2 separate regions of the Mus musculus genome follow, and region 2 is linked to region 1. A link is a contact called in public Hi-C data. All regions are on one chromosome and are shown on one strand. Each heading gives the region's core, a stretch centred on a gene start, on an enhancer-like site or on the middle of the called end of the contact. The rest is flanking DNA. Distances are from core to core; before and after follow the strand shown. Region 1 holds the start of Ppp2r3a (protein phosphatase 2, regulatory subunit B'', alpha). Region 2 holds the start of Nphp3 (nephronophthisis 3 (adolescent)).

Evidence for each region. A called contact is a pair of places that touch in the nucleus more often than the background predicts.
Region 2: a Hi-C map of muscle stem cells shows a contact between it and region 1, with 20 times the contacts expected there. The contact joins the promoter of Nphp3 here to the promoter of Ppp2r3a in region 1.

The regions. Positions count from the first base shown.
Region 1 is chr9:101,249,780-101,253,823 of GRCm38.p6, reverse strand. Ppp2r3a (protein phosphatase 2, regulatory subunit B'', alpha) reads left to right here and starts at 1,992. Exons shown (of 14, transcript NM_001161362.3): 1 at 1,992-2,162.
Region 2 is chr9:104,000,512-104,004,555 of GRCm38.p6, reverse strand. Nphp3 (nephronophthisis 3 (adolescent)) reads right to left here and starts at 2,012. Exons shown (of 27, transcript NM_028721.3): 1 at 1,395-2,012. The coding sequence starts at 1,775. It overlaps Gm33054 (predicted gene, 33054), which reads left to right and starts at 2,197. Exons shown (of 2, transcript NR_168653.1): 1 at 2,197-2,254; 2 at 2,522-2,796.

The DNA of each region.
Region 1 (4,044 bases), core at 743-3,242:
GTTCAGATGTCCCCTTCCCTGAGAAAATGTATACCATTTTCTCTCCCTACCACAAAAGAACTCTGTTCAAGACTATTCCTCTATTATGATAACAAATTTCTCATTTATTCTCAAATATTTCTTTATTTCTTGACTATGCACAAAGACTGTACATTCTATCCATAACACCTTCCTTAGAGACTGGAGTTCAATAACTGTGATAAGTTGGTAATTCACTAAGATAGAGGATGGTTCTATTGTATTGAATCAAATTTCCAGGCATGAAATTGTGTCCTTTTCTGGAACAGGGGTTTTATTTATTTACTTCCTACTTATTGAGACAGATTCTCATGCAGCCCAGGCTAGCTGACTTGTTATGACCCGTAGCCAGCCTTGAACTTCTAATCTTCTAGAATTGCAGGCATGCTCCTCCACACCCAGGAGGGATTATGTCCTTTTCATTCCAGTGGACTGTGTAAGTAAATGGAGGGCAAAGGCCCCACAGGAGTCCAAAGGTAAAGGCAGGGGGTAAGGTGTTGAAGTTCTGTGATTCTCTGTGTACTTCCTGTCCTTACCATCAAAAACTGTTCTGTGACCTTTGTCACTTCTTTGTGTCTTGCCCTTCCTTCTTCACAGGATTGTTCTGACACAAAAGAAGATATTCAACGCGGTATGGTGAAGGACTTTTAAAATAGGAAAGTATAAAGTTGGGTGTGTGATGGTTTTTCTTCTTTCAAGACAACGAAGACCACATTCTAGCTATTAAAAAGATTAACTTGGTGAAATGACTCAGGATGTAGAGCCTGTTTGAGGCAATTTTATATACATTTTTCTTTTAAAAATAAAAATATATTTCTTATAATCAACCTTACACATAGCTACAGAATGTGAAATTGTATACATTTTGTATGCACCATCTATACCTAAATGTATGTACACATCACATATGATTTCACATGTACACATAAGGCACTCTGTAAGCAACTGTTGTTTTGCTAAGAAATGTTGACAGAAAGGAAGAGATAAAACACGTACGCAGAGCCTGTTCTCACAGTTTGCCTAATGCCTGGCTCTTTAAAGTCTTATCTACATCTGGTTCTTCACCTCTACGTGACCAAATGTCACGTACTGTTCCTTCCCCTGACTGGCTTGCTTGTTTTACCTATGTGCTTACATAATGATTGATTGACTTTTTAATTTAGAATTGAACTGCATTATTTTTATTGTTTAGCTGTGGTACTCATGTAGCCCAGGTTGGCCTCAAAGTAGCAGCAATGTCACCAAAGTTCAAACACTTGGAACTTCTTGTTCTCTATCTAGCCTCCTCCACCTCTGCAGAGCTTTGCAGACATACATTACCTCTCCCAGTTTATGTGGTTTTATCCTCGTTTACTATACCAACGGGGTTACATCCCTAGCCCAGTCAGCCCATTTATTTCCCACTTTTAGTAAAAGCAAACCTCGCTTATTATTTTAGCTAGGGTCAAAGCTTAAGAAATCAAAATTGCAAATGTTTCAGAACACTCCATTAAGTTGTGCATTTGTTTTACATAGCTTTGTTTATTTAACAATTTTTATTCTGTTAACAATTCGCTTAAAATAAATAAATAAATAAACTCTTCGTTCAAAATTCACACAACTTGGGTTGAGCGAATAGGAGCATGCTGGTGTGGGCCACAGTAAGAGTGTAGACTGTAGTCAGATGGGATAGCCTCCCGGAAGAGCAGGACAGTTATCGAAGAGGACAGTAAGAAGGGTAATAAAAATAATGACGGCCATCATAAAGTGTATACTCTTAACATGAAATTCAGTCCCCAAATAGTGCGAATAGCCTTCTCCATTACACTAAGTAAATCACAGCGGCGGCCGAGGCGACGGCTCTCGCAGTGCCCCTCAGGGCCCCCTTTCGGAGGAAGGAGAGTGGGAGGAACCCAGCACGGCCAGGTGGGCGGGGCCGGGGCCGAGGGGGCGTGTCTGGTGGGCGGGCCTGTGGCGCTAGTGGGCGGGGCTGTGGCGCTGGCGGGCAGCTAAGCTGCTGGGCGGCTGGGCGGGGCGCGCTCAGGCCTCGGCTCCTCACGCGCGGCGTAAGCGGCCCAGACCCCGCGCTGCGGGAAGCCGGGGTGGCGTGTGCGCGTCGCCTGCGAGCCGAGGCAGCCGCGGGAGGAGGAGCAGCGGGCACTGAGGTAGGCGCACAGACGCGGGGCCTTAGGCCGGTTCTCCTTGGGAGCCCCCGGCCCTCCACGGGCTGGCGAGGCCGAGGGGCGGCGCACAGAGACCGGGGCGGGCGGGGCCGGGGGCGGGGTCTGGCCTGGCCGCAGGGGCCGCGCGCGGTGAAGGGACTCCTGGTGGAGCGCAGGCACGCCACGCCAGAGGACTCCCGGGGCTGGCGGCCGTGGAGAACGGTGGCCCGGGAGCTCCGCGGAGGAGGCCAGGGGGCCGGATGGCCGGCGCCTCCCACCTCGCGGGACGCCCGGGCCGGGAACTCGTTAACAGGAAAGCTTGGCAGGGCAGCAAATGCCAAGGTTCTGGAAGAACTGAGAGTCACGTCGTTAGGCGCTGAGGCTTTATTTTCCTTCCCCGCCCCCTGCCCGGCCTCGGCCCGACTTGGCCAAAGAAGGATGTGTCACCAGTTCGGGGCTGCGGGCGGGATCCCAGCCACTCTGGGCACAGGGGCACCTGAAACAAAGGTATCGGGCGACCGAGTGGCTGAGCTGCGAGCACCTCAGCCGGTCCCACGGTCGCGCCGGCCGGGCTGCAGGCTTGAGGGGCGTTCTCCTTGGGGACCGCTCGATGGAAACCAGCTGGCCCGGCTTGGAGTTGATGTTGCATCGGAACTGTGTTGTGCTCACATTATTTCCATTCCTCCCACTCTGATAAAGCCTAGGGAAATTTTATCCCGCTTGATGGTCTGCAGATGCAGAGGGGGGAGGACAAATTGCTGTTTGTAAATTATAAGGTATTTTCTTTGTAGAAAATAGTTTAAGAACATAGAATAAATGCTTGAACACGTAAGCGGAGAGGATGATTTGTAGTGCCTTTCAAAATTGGAAAAGAGTTCCTCCACGGATCTTCAGTTATGTACAAAACGTCCCCCGCCTCTTTGGTGCCAGGCATTTTTCTTTGTTCTTCCTTAGTGTCTGGCCTCAGTTTCTTGTAAACAGAGCATCAAGCACAGGGACCCTAAGAATTGCCATACTAGGTCAGAGCATGGGCGTCCAGCTAAGCAGGCAGCAGGCTCGTGTTGTAGTAAACACAGGGCTTTCCTTGGCATCGTTAAAAATTATCTCAGTTTCTTTCACTGGTCTCCATGACGATTACTGAAAGCGTTCTTAAAAATCTGTAGACGGCTCCTGATTTGCATGCAATTTATTCACGTTTATTGCATTCAAAAGGCTGTCTCACCACTTCTGACAAAACTTATGGCATGAGATACTCGTGAGAGGGGAAAAATGGATCTTTTACACAGCCTGGAAAGCTCAGGTCAGGAATACAAAGTTTTGCGGTTCTTTGGGGGTTTGTTTGTTTGATTTTTGTTTTGTTTATACACACACACACACACACACACACACACACACACACACTGGAAAAGTCTATCCCAAGGCCCATGTGGTTGGATTCAATGATAGCTTTAAACACCAACAACCTGAATAGTAGGCAGCTAATGCTTTAACATTCACACATATGATTTGCATATATTAAAAAGTAGCTTAGCATTTTACACAGTGACTATCTGGCTTTATCTTGGTCTAGGTAATCTGGCCTTAAGGTTCTGCTAAAACCTCGTATCCTCCGAGAGAGGAAATTTTGCTTGAGCAGGAAGGGAATAAGGTTGGGCAGTTCTGCAGTACAGACTATTTGAAGGTAATAACTTAAACTTGTCAGCCACACATTTCAGTTCCAGTTGAACAGGGCTCTGTCACCTTTCAACAAGTAACTCAAGTTTTCCGTCTCTGAAGCTCTTCTTGACATCCCCTTAGCTCTGCCTTACACCTCAGCAAAATAACCACAACAGAACCCCGCCAAGTAAGGGGGAGGATGCCTCCCTTTTGAATAGTAGCATCCTCA
Region 2 (4,044 bases), core at 763-3,262, 2.8 Mb before region 1:
ATAGAAAAAAATGCAAACATTTTTGAATCCTAGTAAACAGGTTCTTCAGCAATGAGCTCTCAACGGAAATTAATGCTTTTTCTTTGAAATACTGCACCAGCACTAGGATTTTTCTATGCTTTGGGTTTTTAAGAGAATAAGACACGCAATTTGTAAGGTTTAGCTTGAAGAATAGTACGTATGAAGGTTCCTGTGCTCCTTGGCATTATATATTAATCATTTTACTCTTCTCCTGAGCCATTCACCGTCTGGATCCATCAGAGGCCTCCAGTAAATGTCAACATGGCTGAATGAAATAAATGTGAGGGAGTTTTCTCACGATGATGCAGGTAAGAAAGGAACAACAGGTTTCACAGGGAATTGGAACTGCTGATCTGTGATCTGTGACATCTGTCTGTCAGTCCTCCCTGCACTGGCCTCTTTATCCTGCTAACCCCTTCTCCCTGCAATTCACATGGTTCTTAGTGGGCAGTGGTGCACATACATGACATCATACACGAGGGACACGCAAGTCCACTTTATAAGGGCAAGCACATTGGTCTCCCAGTAGAAAGTGAGGCGAGCAGGGAGCTGAGGGTGAGAACAGCTTCCCAGATAATATGCTAATAGCCCAGCAGATTCTGAAGGGCTTCATAGCTTATGGGAATGATGCCCTACTAGAAGGAAGGAGCCTTCTTTTACAAAAAAATCTGTGATGTTTATTTAAGTTCTGATGTGCCGGGAGCTCTTGGGCTGTCAGAGATCCCTCTCACAGAAAAGAAAGGTATAAACAAATGACCACCAGAGAGGCTCCGAACCCACGGCATATAGTCCCATATTTTTACTCCGAGAAGTTCTGCTTTACCTAGTATCCGAATGAATCAAAGGCGATCTGTTATAAGGCCTACAATAGCATTGCAGTAACTGTTTAGTCCATTAACTAAATGGACTAAGAGAGTTTGAGTACTCTCAGGGAAGACTTTTAATCACAACAGTTAAAAACCATAAAATCAGGAGGTTTCCAGAAAAATTCCTATCGTATCATTAAACCCCAGAATCTGCCGAACTTCGCGAAGAAAACTAACCCAAGAACTCCATTTTGGAGATACCTAAAACCGGGAGGAGTTTGTGTGTAGTTGCTCTGAGAAATTTTTCGACTTCAGGACTTGGGTTGATTCAACGTGTCTTAATGAATGAACCGTAAATTGAAAGGGGCAGGGGAAGATGCTGATAAGAAATTAGTTTACACTCAAATAATGATTCCACATAAAGGAGGAGCAGCTTTTGCACAATTTAGAAAACAACTTGGTTTGTAGCTGGGGTAGGATGGTGGTGCCACCAAGCGGCTGAGCGGTGCGCTCGGGTCTCAGTTTCCTCAGAGCCTCCCGCTTGCGACGCTCTCGGTCCCGCGTTACCTGCAGCTCCGCCCGCAGCCGCTTGTTCTCCGTGTCCAGCTTGGCCTCTCGGCGGCCCATGGACAGCAACTCCTGGTTCTTGCTGACCCGGAAGATCTCATACTCTTTCTTGAGCCGCTCGAACTCGGCCGCCGCATACTCTAGCTCGGGCACAGACGAGCCGGTGGACTTGAAGCTGGCGCCCAGCAGCCCGCCGCCCCCTGCCGCGCGAGGCAGCGACCCGGGCCCGGCTCCCGCGCCCCTGCGGAACGAGCTGCGCAGCAGGCGGGCCTTGGGTTTCACTTCCACCGGGATCTCGCAGGCCTCGCCGCCGCCTGCCCCGTACGTGTCCTCGATCACCTCCCCGCCAGTGGGACTCACCAGCGACGAGGCTGTGCCCATGATGCCCGCGGCCGGCTGAGGCTGAGAGTCGGCTGGGTGCCAGGAGGAGGCGGGACCAGGAGGGCGGGGCCTGTCAAGCGGGGCGGAGCGCCGCAGGGAGAAACCAAAATCAGAGAGGAGCGTGGCCAGGAGCAGGGAGGTGGCCGGGGCGTGGCCAGGCCTTAAGGGCGGGGCCTAGATGGTGGGGCGAGGTGCTGTAGAGGAGAGGGCGGAGTTTGGAGGGAAGAGCGGAGCAGTAAGTGAGCCGGGCCTGGTGATTGGGGAGAAGGGCGTAACGTGGCAACTAGAGGGGCGTGGTGTTGAAGAAGAGTGGCCGTCTTGAGAAGGGGCGGAGCCATACTTTCGGGGCGTGGCCGAGCAAGCTGGGGATGTTAAGGCTAACAGAGAGGGGTGGGACGTAGCAGCGAGAGGAGGTGTGGTCAGTTGAGAAGAGCAGTGCCCAGAGAGAGTGTCGGGCCAGATTTTAGGGTCGTAGCCCGGTAAGTGGGGCGTAAGGCAGCAGCAGAAGAAAGAGAAAACCAGTCAGAGAGTCGGAGAGGTGGTCCTGGCTGGACAACGAGAGGGGGAGTGGCCAGGAGTCCTGTGGGGCGGAGCCAGGCTTTGGGGGCGTGACCAGACACGCGGGGGCGTGCTCTTCTGAATGAGACCAGTAGAGGAGCTGGACAAGGGAGGGTTGAGAGAAATGAGACTCGGGAGGAGAGGAATGGGTATCACGGAGCTGGCGGCCCTGAGAACTTGCTTTGCAGGAGCAGGCGGCAGGACTGAGCTGGGCAAGCTGGGCGGTACCAGGAGATCCGGACATCCAGAAGGGAAGGTTCCAGACTAGGCCCAAACCTACAAGCTCTGCTCCCTCTGCGTGAACTTTGTCTCAGTGAGCAAGAACTAGATCACATACCCATCTGCCCCCGCTCTGCCGCAACTGTTTCTGTGGTCCTGACTAAAGGGCTCTTTTCTGGAGGCAGTTCAGTGCCTAGTGTGTCTCTCAGGAAACATGTAATAAATAATGCCAGCCAGGAAAGAACTTCGAAGCATCACCACTTGAACCCCCCCACCCCCGCGACCCTTCTCTCCCCCCACCCCCATCCTTGATAAGCTCAGGTTTTATAACGCCTGGCGATAAGGATGCCAGGGACCCTATTCTAGACGGAAGAAAATTGTTAAGTACAGGGTTTGCAGGAAGGGAACGCGTGCTACTGTTCCAAGTTGTCCTTGGTCTGCTAACTTATCTTCCTGCCCATCCCAGATTGGTACCCCAGGTTAGAGGGGACAGAAAAGTGAGCAGTGGCTTTGACTCAACACTGTTGTGAGCTGGGTGCTGGTAATCTTTATACTTGCCCTTTTCTTAGGCAGTCTCCGAATGCCAGCCACTCTCTCTGCCATCATCCTCATTACCGGGAGCCTCATTACCCAAGGGGGATATAATCTTATTCCAGTGCTTGCTTACTCCATCCCCAGCTGTAAGAAATCTGGTAGCATTTTAAGCATCAGTCCATGCAGAGCCTCCTTGGGCTGACCTAAGATAGTCTTTGGTGGCTCACTCCATCCACAGGCATCCCTAGGATTCTTGGAAAGCCAACTCTGAGATGTAGATAAGCAAGCAAGATGTCTACCAGAGAATGCTGGGTAGGTACCTGGGGCAAGGCAGGGGAATCAGTGCAAGGTTGCTCTGTGCAGCATTCCCAGCAAAGACCTCAGCCAACCCTGCAGAGACTTTTGAAGCTGGGACGGCCCTGGGGAGTTGTCCTAAGTTACCTTGGAGCTAGAACTTCAAACTTTTACTTAATCTAGCCATCTGCTCTCTTTAGCCGGTGGAGACTGATGGCTGAGAATAGTCTGCTGTCAGCACTGTCATGGCTGACATCCAATCTTTCACCCTTCATATCTATCACAAAGCAAACAGCCTTTCCTCCAAGGAACTCTGGGAATGCTGGTCCGTTTTAACTCCCACCCCACCCCCACAAATGCCCTGAACTCCTTCCCTCAAATTAGCTGGTCGTGTTTTCTCTGACCTCTTAGACACCCTTCTAGCCTTTGGACTCTCCTAAGTTGAAGGATTACATATTGATTTCTCCAGTTAGTACCATGAGATCCAAAGGGAAACATTTGCTCTATCAGAGTACCCAAAAGACTGCCCTAGGTTCTCAAAGCCTTTCTAGCTGCTGATTTCTGAGGTCTGTTCCTTCAGAGATTTGAGGACCATTCTCTAGATTTTCCTTCCTTCTCTTCTCTTCTCTTCTCTTCTCTTCTCTTCTCTTCTCTTCTCTTCTCT